2 separate regions of the Sus scrofa genome follow, and region 2 is linked to region 1. Evidence: chromatin contacts called from public HiChIP or PLAC-seq data. All regions are on one chromosome and are shown on one strand. The core of a region is the stretch at or near the end of the contact, and the rest is flanking DNA. Distances in the headings are between cores, read along the strand shown. Region 1 holds the start of ATP2A2 (ATPase sarcoplasmic/endoplasmic reticulum Ca2+ transporting 2). Region 2 holds the start of ANAPC7 (anaphase-promoting complex subunit 7).

Region 1 (4,030 bases), core at 1,450-3,949:
GCATTTATTTAAAAACCCACTTGAAAATGCCTAGAAACTATAAGCTCCTTACTTTAAAATTTAAAAAAAAATCACGTAATTATCTCAAAATATTAATATAAAATCACTCAAACTGGCCTTGACTCAAGAGCTTCTATACAACCCAAAGAGTCAATAGCTTGTCTGCTGGAAATAATGCCACTGATGTTGTAACACTGCCTTAAATTACACACACAGAATAACTCCATAAAAATTTATTTTATCTCTGGCTTGTATACAGCAGGTGATTAACTTCTAAGAGGTCCTTGATGACCTTACTGTACCCCAATATTAAAACTACCAAACTTGAGACTATTTGAGAATTATTTAGCCAGTTTAAACATAAATATTTATACTATGTATTAGAACTAACTGACCAAACAGTTCTACTCCTTTATCTTAATTGGTAAGCCAGCAGCTACTTACTGCAGGGTTTTTTAAAAAATTAATCCAGAAAAAAACACATTTAAAAGGTACAGAGTGATTAATTCAGGATGCCAAATGGTTTGCTATGATGGTCTCTTAATTTTATCCAGTGAAAATATGAGGAATTAATTATTATTAATGGCTACACATCACTTGGCTAACATGGCATGATATGTTATAGAGTCTCACAGCAGTATTTGAGTACAGCAACTCCAAAAACGTTCACCTCTTGCCAATTTTTTCCCTCCACCTGCCCACTGCTTTGTATATTTAGTTCTCAAAATAGCCCTGTTGGATATATGGCAGTCAAAGACTGAGGTAGATCCCTGAGGCTTATATGTGTACAAACATACAAAAAAGGAATCTTAAAACGGTGTCAATTTTGCAAAGCCTGAAAAAAATTACTGCACTGAGGGAATTTCACTTCCTATCTTGGTTTTTACAAGAATGAAACCCTGTGCTTTAAGAACAAAAGGCATCTCATGCTGTGAGGATTAGGAACGTATGTGTCCTATTCATGACCATTTTTAGGAAAACTTTGAAATCCACTGCCCAAGAAAAAAAGTGAGATAGAAAATTAGTATTCAACATGAAAAAATGTTAATAACCTAGAAATATCCTTGCCAACCCTCATCACCTTTCTTCTGCTGCAGTTCTTTGCATTTCACCAGTTTCTAAGCAACCATACAGGACTCAAACGGGTAAGCACATACAGAACAAGAAAAAACAATGATTTTTTTTCTTTTAGGATCTAGAACCAACTGTACTGAACCTTGTTCTCTCAACCTAGGACTCATTCAAGACAGGGGTCCAATTTAGATAAATATACTACCCTAAAGGTCAGTGACCAAATTTGGTCAACAGTGGTGCCATCACTGCCGTCATCATTCTTGTCACTGTCAGAAACAACTGTCACCTTGCCATTACCAGGAAGGGAGAGCAACTGGAATATTCCTTTTGTAAGTTCTATTTACAGACTACAAAGAGCCAGCATCATCTTAGTATGATCTTACACAATGGAAGAACCCAAAACAGAAAAGACCTCCCAATAAAGAACTTCTTGATGTTAAAAAGAAACAAACATACAAAAAAACCCCAAACCCCCCACACAAAACATGAAGACACAACTTAAATTTCCAAACATAATGTTCTCACTCAATAGACATTTGCTTCTTGGTTTTTTTACCTATGGTTTATTGTTGACTTTTTGGAAAGAAAATGTTTTATACTTACAAAAGATATACATGCTGCCAACAATAAAATTCTAACGAGTAAGTCTTCAAACTGCTCAATCACAAGTTCCAGCAAGGTTTTCCCTGTTAGAAACAATCATATTAGTTATAAATGTCATCTTTGACATCAGCACATGAAGGGCAGCGGGAGAGAAACACGTTGAGATTACTTACCTTCTTCAGCCGGTAACTCTGCAGGATGTAGAAATCCACCAGGCAACGTGTCAAGAACGGGAGGGGGGAAAAAAAGCATTTTAGCACTCTGACATTACAAAAAGAATTACTAAAGTATCACTGCCTTTTAAAGACATGACTACATATATGAACTCAATCACTTTTAATAGAAACCGTACCAAAACGGTATCCTAAGAAAATGTACAATATTTGTTGCACTGATCTACTCCAAAATGTGAAATTATATTGCAACCTAACAGCGCTCCTGATACAAGGAGTCATTTCAGCTCTGTCATCACTTCTGCCAGATGTGTAACTCTGGATAGTACAAGAACAGTCAGAGGCATTCCCAACTATAACAACGCCTCATAAATCCGACTGGGGACAAGAAAATGTCTCGCAGGGCTCAACCCAGCTGCAGGAGACTCATCCCTCTCTCCACCGGGGCCAGCTGCTGCGGGTGAGAAACCGCCGAGCTAGCTGCGTGCGGGGAAGGTCAAGGGCTGGAGCCACGAGGCGGCGCAGACCCGACCCCGGTCCCCCGCCTGCAACCCCTCTCTCCCAGGGGGCCGGGGCGCGGGCTCAACCCGCCGTCTGCAGCCCTCGGCGGGCGCGGAGCCGAGACCCACGAGGTGGAGCCCGGTCAGCCATCTTTCCTGGCTCTCGGGCCCGCGCCGAGCGGCGCGGGGACCCTGCAGCCCGTGCACCAAGCACCTACCGTTGGAGCCCCATCTCTCCTTGAGCTTCTTGACCTGCTCCAGGCTCAGCCCCGTGCTCTCGTTGACGCCGAAGTGGCCCAGCACCTCCTCCACCGTCTTTGTGTGCGCGTTCTCCATGGCTGCGGGGGCCCGGCCGGCCTCGCCTCCAGTCCCCGCGGCCTCCTCGCCTCCGCCTCGCACTCGGGCCGCGGGCTCGTGCCACCCTGGGCGCCCAGGCGCGGACTGGCCTGTCCCTCTCCTTCTCCTCCTCCGGCCGCTTCCGCCTCGCCGGGCGCTGAATCACCCCGCGCCCCCTCCCCCAGACAACCGCCCCTCTCGCAGCCCTGCCCTCGCCGGCGCCCGCCCCGGGCTCAGCTGGACCGTAGGGGGGGGCGAGGGGGGGCTTCCGACCCTCCCTCCCCTCGTCAGAAGGGAGGGCCTCCTTCACCCTCAACCGCCCGCCGGGAGCGCAGGCCGCAGCCCCCGAGCCCCCTCCCCGTTCTCCTGAGGTGGTTCTCCGCCCCGCCCGGGCCGGGCCGGAGGAGGGGACGCTCGGCTGACTCCTGAGAGCCGAACCGAGCGAGGGAGGCGAGCCTGCGGGGTGGTGCGCGGCGCGCTCGCCCTGTCCACTCAGCTCCGCACCCCCGACAGCAACGGAGGAAACTGCGGCGGAGGAGAAGGAGGTGGCGTCGGGGACGGCTCCGCGGCGGCTGCTCTAATAGCATTTATCCGCCGCTGCCTCCCCTCTCGCCGCCGCCGCGGCATGTGGACGCCGCTCATTGGCCGAGAGGGCCCAGCGCGGCGCGGGCGGCGCGGCCCCGCCCCCTCCCTCCGGCTCCCTCCCTCCCGCGCGACTGGCGCCCACGCGGCCGTTCAAGCCCCGCCCCCTCCTTCGTACCGCCCTCAGGAACCCGGATCCGGGCCGGCGCGCGCAGCTCCTGTGCAGGGCGCGTTGTGGCCCGCTGGTCCGCGGAGGCCCGAGGCTGGAACGCTTCTTTGGCGGGGCTGTTCTCGATTCTCGCCCCACTCAACCATCGGCAGGCGTAGAACCCGGGAGGGTGGAGGGCTCACGGCGGGCTGCCTGCACTCATTGACCGGAAGAAACTGCCTGCCCATCTGGGTCGGCCTCGGGTTAGGGTGGGTGATTCGAAGGCGAGACGGAGGAAATTGGGAACTCGATCTCCGCAGAGCTCCCCTAAGCGCGCTGAGGTTAGGTGTCCTTGGCTCGCCCCCTTGCCCTCCGCCTCCTGGGCCGCACTCTGCATCCTAATCTGTCTCTCAAGAGCACCTTTCAGGATCCAAGGGAAGGAATTCCGCATTTAACTTCCCACGCGGCCAAAATCCCTCATCTGTTGCTTCAGGAACACCGCACCCCACCCACCCCGACCTCCCCACCTCCACCGAGAGCTTCACCGCGTGCAGATACCAGCCCTTCCCCAGCGAGTTCTGTGCTCTGACTGAGGGAATCCCACACTGGCGGGG
Region 2 (3,779 bases), core at 984-3,483, 110 kb before region 1:
AGACACATGTAAATCAATGAAGTTAGAACACACCCTCACACCAAACATAAAAATAAACTCAAAATGGCTTAAAGACTTAAATATAAGACACGACACCATAAAACTTCTAGAAGAGAATACAGGCAAAACATTCTCTGGCATGTGTCATACTAATGTTTTCTTAGGTCAGTCTCCCAAGACAAAAGAAATAAAAGCAGAAATAAACAGCAAAAGACACCATAAACAAGCCAAAACACAATCAATGAACCGGGAGAAAATATTTGCAAATGATGTGACCAACAAGGACTTAATCCCTGAAATATACAAATAGCTTATACAGCTCAATAACAAAAAACCAAACAACCCAATTGAAACATGGGCAGAAGACCTAAATAAACATTTCGGCAAAGACGATATACAGATGGCCAATAGGCACATGAAAAAATGCTCACCATTGCTAATTATTAGAGAATGCAAATCAAAACTCATAATGGCCATCATTAAAAAGTCTATAAGAGGAGTTCCCACTGTGGCCACAATGGGGTCATCAGTGTCTTGGGAGCACTGAGATGCAGGTTCGATCCCCAGCCCAGCACAGTGGGTTAGGAATCTGGCATTGCTGCAACTTCAGTTTAGGTTGCAGCTGTGGCTCAGATCTGATCCCTGGCCTGGGAACTACATATGCTGAGGGGTGGCCAAAAAAAGAAAAAAAAAAGGTCTATGGGAGTTCTCACTATGGTGCAATGGGTTAACAATCTCACTGCAGGATATCCTGCTGTGGTGCAGTGGGTTAATGATCTGGCTTGTCTCTGTGGTGTTTCGGGTTTAATCCTTAGCCCCAGGCAGTGGGTTAAGGATCCGGCATTGCTGCAGCTGTGGCACAGGCTGCTGATGTGGCTTGGATTCTGTCCTTGGCCCAGGAACTTTCACTTACCTTGGGTTCAGCCAAAAAACGTTAAACAAACAAACAAAAGACTCTAACTGCAATGGCTCAGGTTGCTATGGAGGCTTAGATTCAATCCCTGGCCTGGGATACTCCATATGCTGCGACAAATGCTGGAGAAAAAGGAACTCTTCTACACTGTTGGTGGGAGTGTAAATAGGTGCAGCCACTATGGAAAATGAAGTATGGAGATTCGTCAAAAAACTAACAATAGAATTGCCTTATGATCCAGCAATCCCACTCTTGGGCATATATCCAGATAAAACTACAGTGCAAAAAGATACAATTACCACTATGTTCATAGCAGCACTATTCACAAGACATGGATGGAAACAATCTAAATGTCCATCAACAGATGAATGGATAAAGAAGATATGGTATGTATACATACATAAAACGGACTACTACCCAACCATAAAAAATAATGAAATAATGCCATTTGCAGCAACATGATGGACCTAGCGATTATTAAGGAAAAGTCAGTCAGAAGAAGAAAGTCAACATCATGTGATATCACTTATATGTGGAATCTAAAATACAACACAAATGAACATATATATGAAACAGACTCAGACATAGACAACAGACTTGTGGTTGCCAAGGGGGAGGGGAGTGAGGGAGGGAAGTATTGGAGGTTTGGGGTTAGCAGATGCAAACTCTTATATGTAGGATAGATTAACAAGCACAGGGAACTGCAGAGCACGGGGAACTGCAGTCAATATCCTGTGATAAACCATAATGGAAAATATGAAAAAGAATGTATGTAAGTACAACTGAATCAAAAGAATGTATGTAAGTACAACTGAATCACTTTGCCGTACAGAAGAAATTAACGGAAATTATAAATCAATTATACTTCAATCAAAAAAGTAAAGCCGCCTGCAGGTGCCCATAACACCTGAGGGGGGGCGTGGCACTTTTTGCCTAGAGCTCCTGTGGCAGCCAGTGCTGCCCCTGGCGCCTGATTGAAATATTTAATTCCAGCTGTTAGGAATTCCTCCCCCACCTACAAATAACTTTTATGATGTTAAACACTTTTTATTAATTTATGAAACACAAATTCCTCTCAGACGCATTTCAATTGAGCATGTATACATTCTGAGGTGTCTTTTGTCTGCAGCCAACTGTAAACCCTCAATAAAGACTGCAGTTCAGAAGGCTGGTGTAACTCTTACTAAAAACAAAAACCCCAAAAACCAAATTGTACCGCTTCACACGAGGCATGGCGGGGAAGGAATTGAGGTTTGTTTGTTTGCTTTTTTTCAGGCATTTCAGTAGCTGCCTATTATCTTGGGGGCGGTGCCTCGTTTGGATCCGATGGACCCCGGCGGGGCCGCCATTTTGGAGTCTTCTCTAAGGAGCGTCTACCGGCTTTAAGCGCTGGTGCCGCCGCTCCCCGCGGCCTGGCTGGGCGGAATGAATGTGATAGACCACGTGCGAGACATGGCGGCCGCGGGGCTGCACTCCAATGTGCGGCTCCTTAGCAGCTTGTTACTCACAATGAGTAATAACAACCCGTGAGTTGAGGCGGGGAGCGGCCTGGGGCTGAGGAGAAAGCGGTGCGGGTTTGGGAGCGGGGGCTGAGGGGTCCGGAGACTGGCGGGAAGAAGCGGCTGCGGGCTTCAGCTGACGTTCCGGGGTCAGCGAGGGTCTCGCTGGGCAGAGCCGACTTAGGAACGCTAGTTGAGTTTACTAGGTCCCAGCGGTAGACCAGGCACTGGGATGAGCTCCCTGTGGGGGATTCGGCGAGCGGCGCTTTCTAGATATGGGAGGCGGAGGCTCTGAGGACGACCCTGGCGAGCGTTCCCCGAAAGTTAGGAGCAGAGGTTTTCTGAGGCACCTGTCGCCGGGCATTGCGCCTGTCACATCGTTGGGCTAACTCCTCCCTTCCCTACCCCTTTTCGAAGGACATTTCTTCGCTCGCCAAGGCTCAAAGAAGCCCAGTTCTAGTTTTAGACTTTCGTCCCACATCTGAGATTGATCTTTCCTTTTGGGTATATCAGCAAGGTTCTCTTAATCGCCCCCGAAAATGGGAGACTTTCTTGGTAAGTGGGAGTGGCGCCTTTTTAAGCAGTGCCTCTTTCTGTTTGCAAAGCTGCCATTTTTAGAGTTTTATTACAGGTACAGCACAGGGCTGTTTCCAGCTTTGAGTGCATATCGTTCCTCTGCTTAAATTTCTCCAAAGTGCTTAAATTAACATTCCTTCCCACGGCCTAGGAGGTCAAATATATAGCTCTCCTGCTCTATCTCACCTACTCTGCCCTCTGTACTTCAGCTTCCCTGTCTATTCTTTCTGTTACTTGAACAGACCAAGCTGGTTCTCAACTCAGGACTTTTGCATTTCCTGTTCTGCTTGGAATCCTTACCTCAGAGCTGCCTCCTCATGTAGGTTTCAGTTCAGATACATCTCTTAGAGAACTCTTCTCTGGCCATTAGAATTGTCCCTTATTCTCACTATTTTATTCCTTTGCTCTGTTTAACATTTTGCGTCTTTTTTTTCCCCCAAACTGAGGTGTAATTGACATATTAGTCTCATGTGGAACATAATGATTGGATATTTGTGTGTTTAGTGTATCTATTACTGCACATAGTTACAGATTTTTATCTTATTTTGCTTTTTTAGGGCTGCACCTGTGGCATAGGGAAATTCCCAGGCTAGGGGTAGAATGAGAGCTGCAGCTGCCAGCCTACACCACAGCCACAGCAACGCAGGATACATAACCCACTGAGCAAGGCCAAGGATAGAACCCACATCCTCATGGACATTAGTCAGGTTCTTAACCTGCTGGACCACAATGGGAACTCTGAATATTTTTTTCTTGGGATGAGAACTCTGTTTTTTTGGCAGCGCCCATGG

Evidence for each region. HiChIP or PLAC-seq counts read pairs in DNA pulled down with a chosen protein or histone mark.
Region 2: a contact with region 1 is called in an H3K27ac HiChIP or PLAC-seq map of alveolar macrophages. The contact joins the promoter of ANAPC7 here to the promoter of ATP2A2 in region 1. A contact is called at or near these places in 2 of 5 promoter capture datasets (fetal liver and liver), 2 of 47 Hi-C or Micro-C datasets (heart right ventricle and skeletal muscle) and 1 of 2 datasets of contacts at active chromatin or transcription factors (alveolar macrophages).

Annotation. Positions count from the first base shown.
Region 1 is chr14:31,673,942-31,677,971 of Sscrofa11.1, reverse strand. ATP2A2 (ATPase sarcoplasmic/endoplasmic reticulum Ca2+ transporting 2) reads right to left here and starts at 2,699. Exons shown (of 20, transcript NM_213865.1): 1 at 2,569-2,699; 2 at 1,851-1,868; 3 at 1,678-1,760. The coding sequence starts at 2,686.
Region 2 is chr14:31,788,204-31,791,982 of Sscrofa11.1, reverse strand. It overlaps ANAPC7 (anaphase-promoting complex subunit 7), which reads left to right and starts at 2,233. Exons shown (of 14, transcript XM_021072834.1): 1 at 2,233-2,439. The coding sequence starts at 2,339.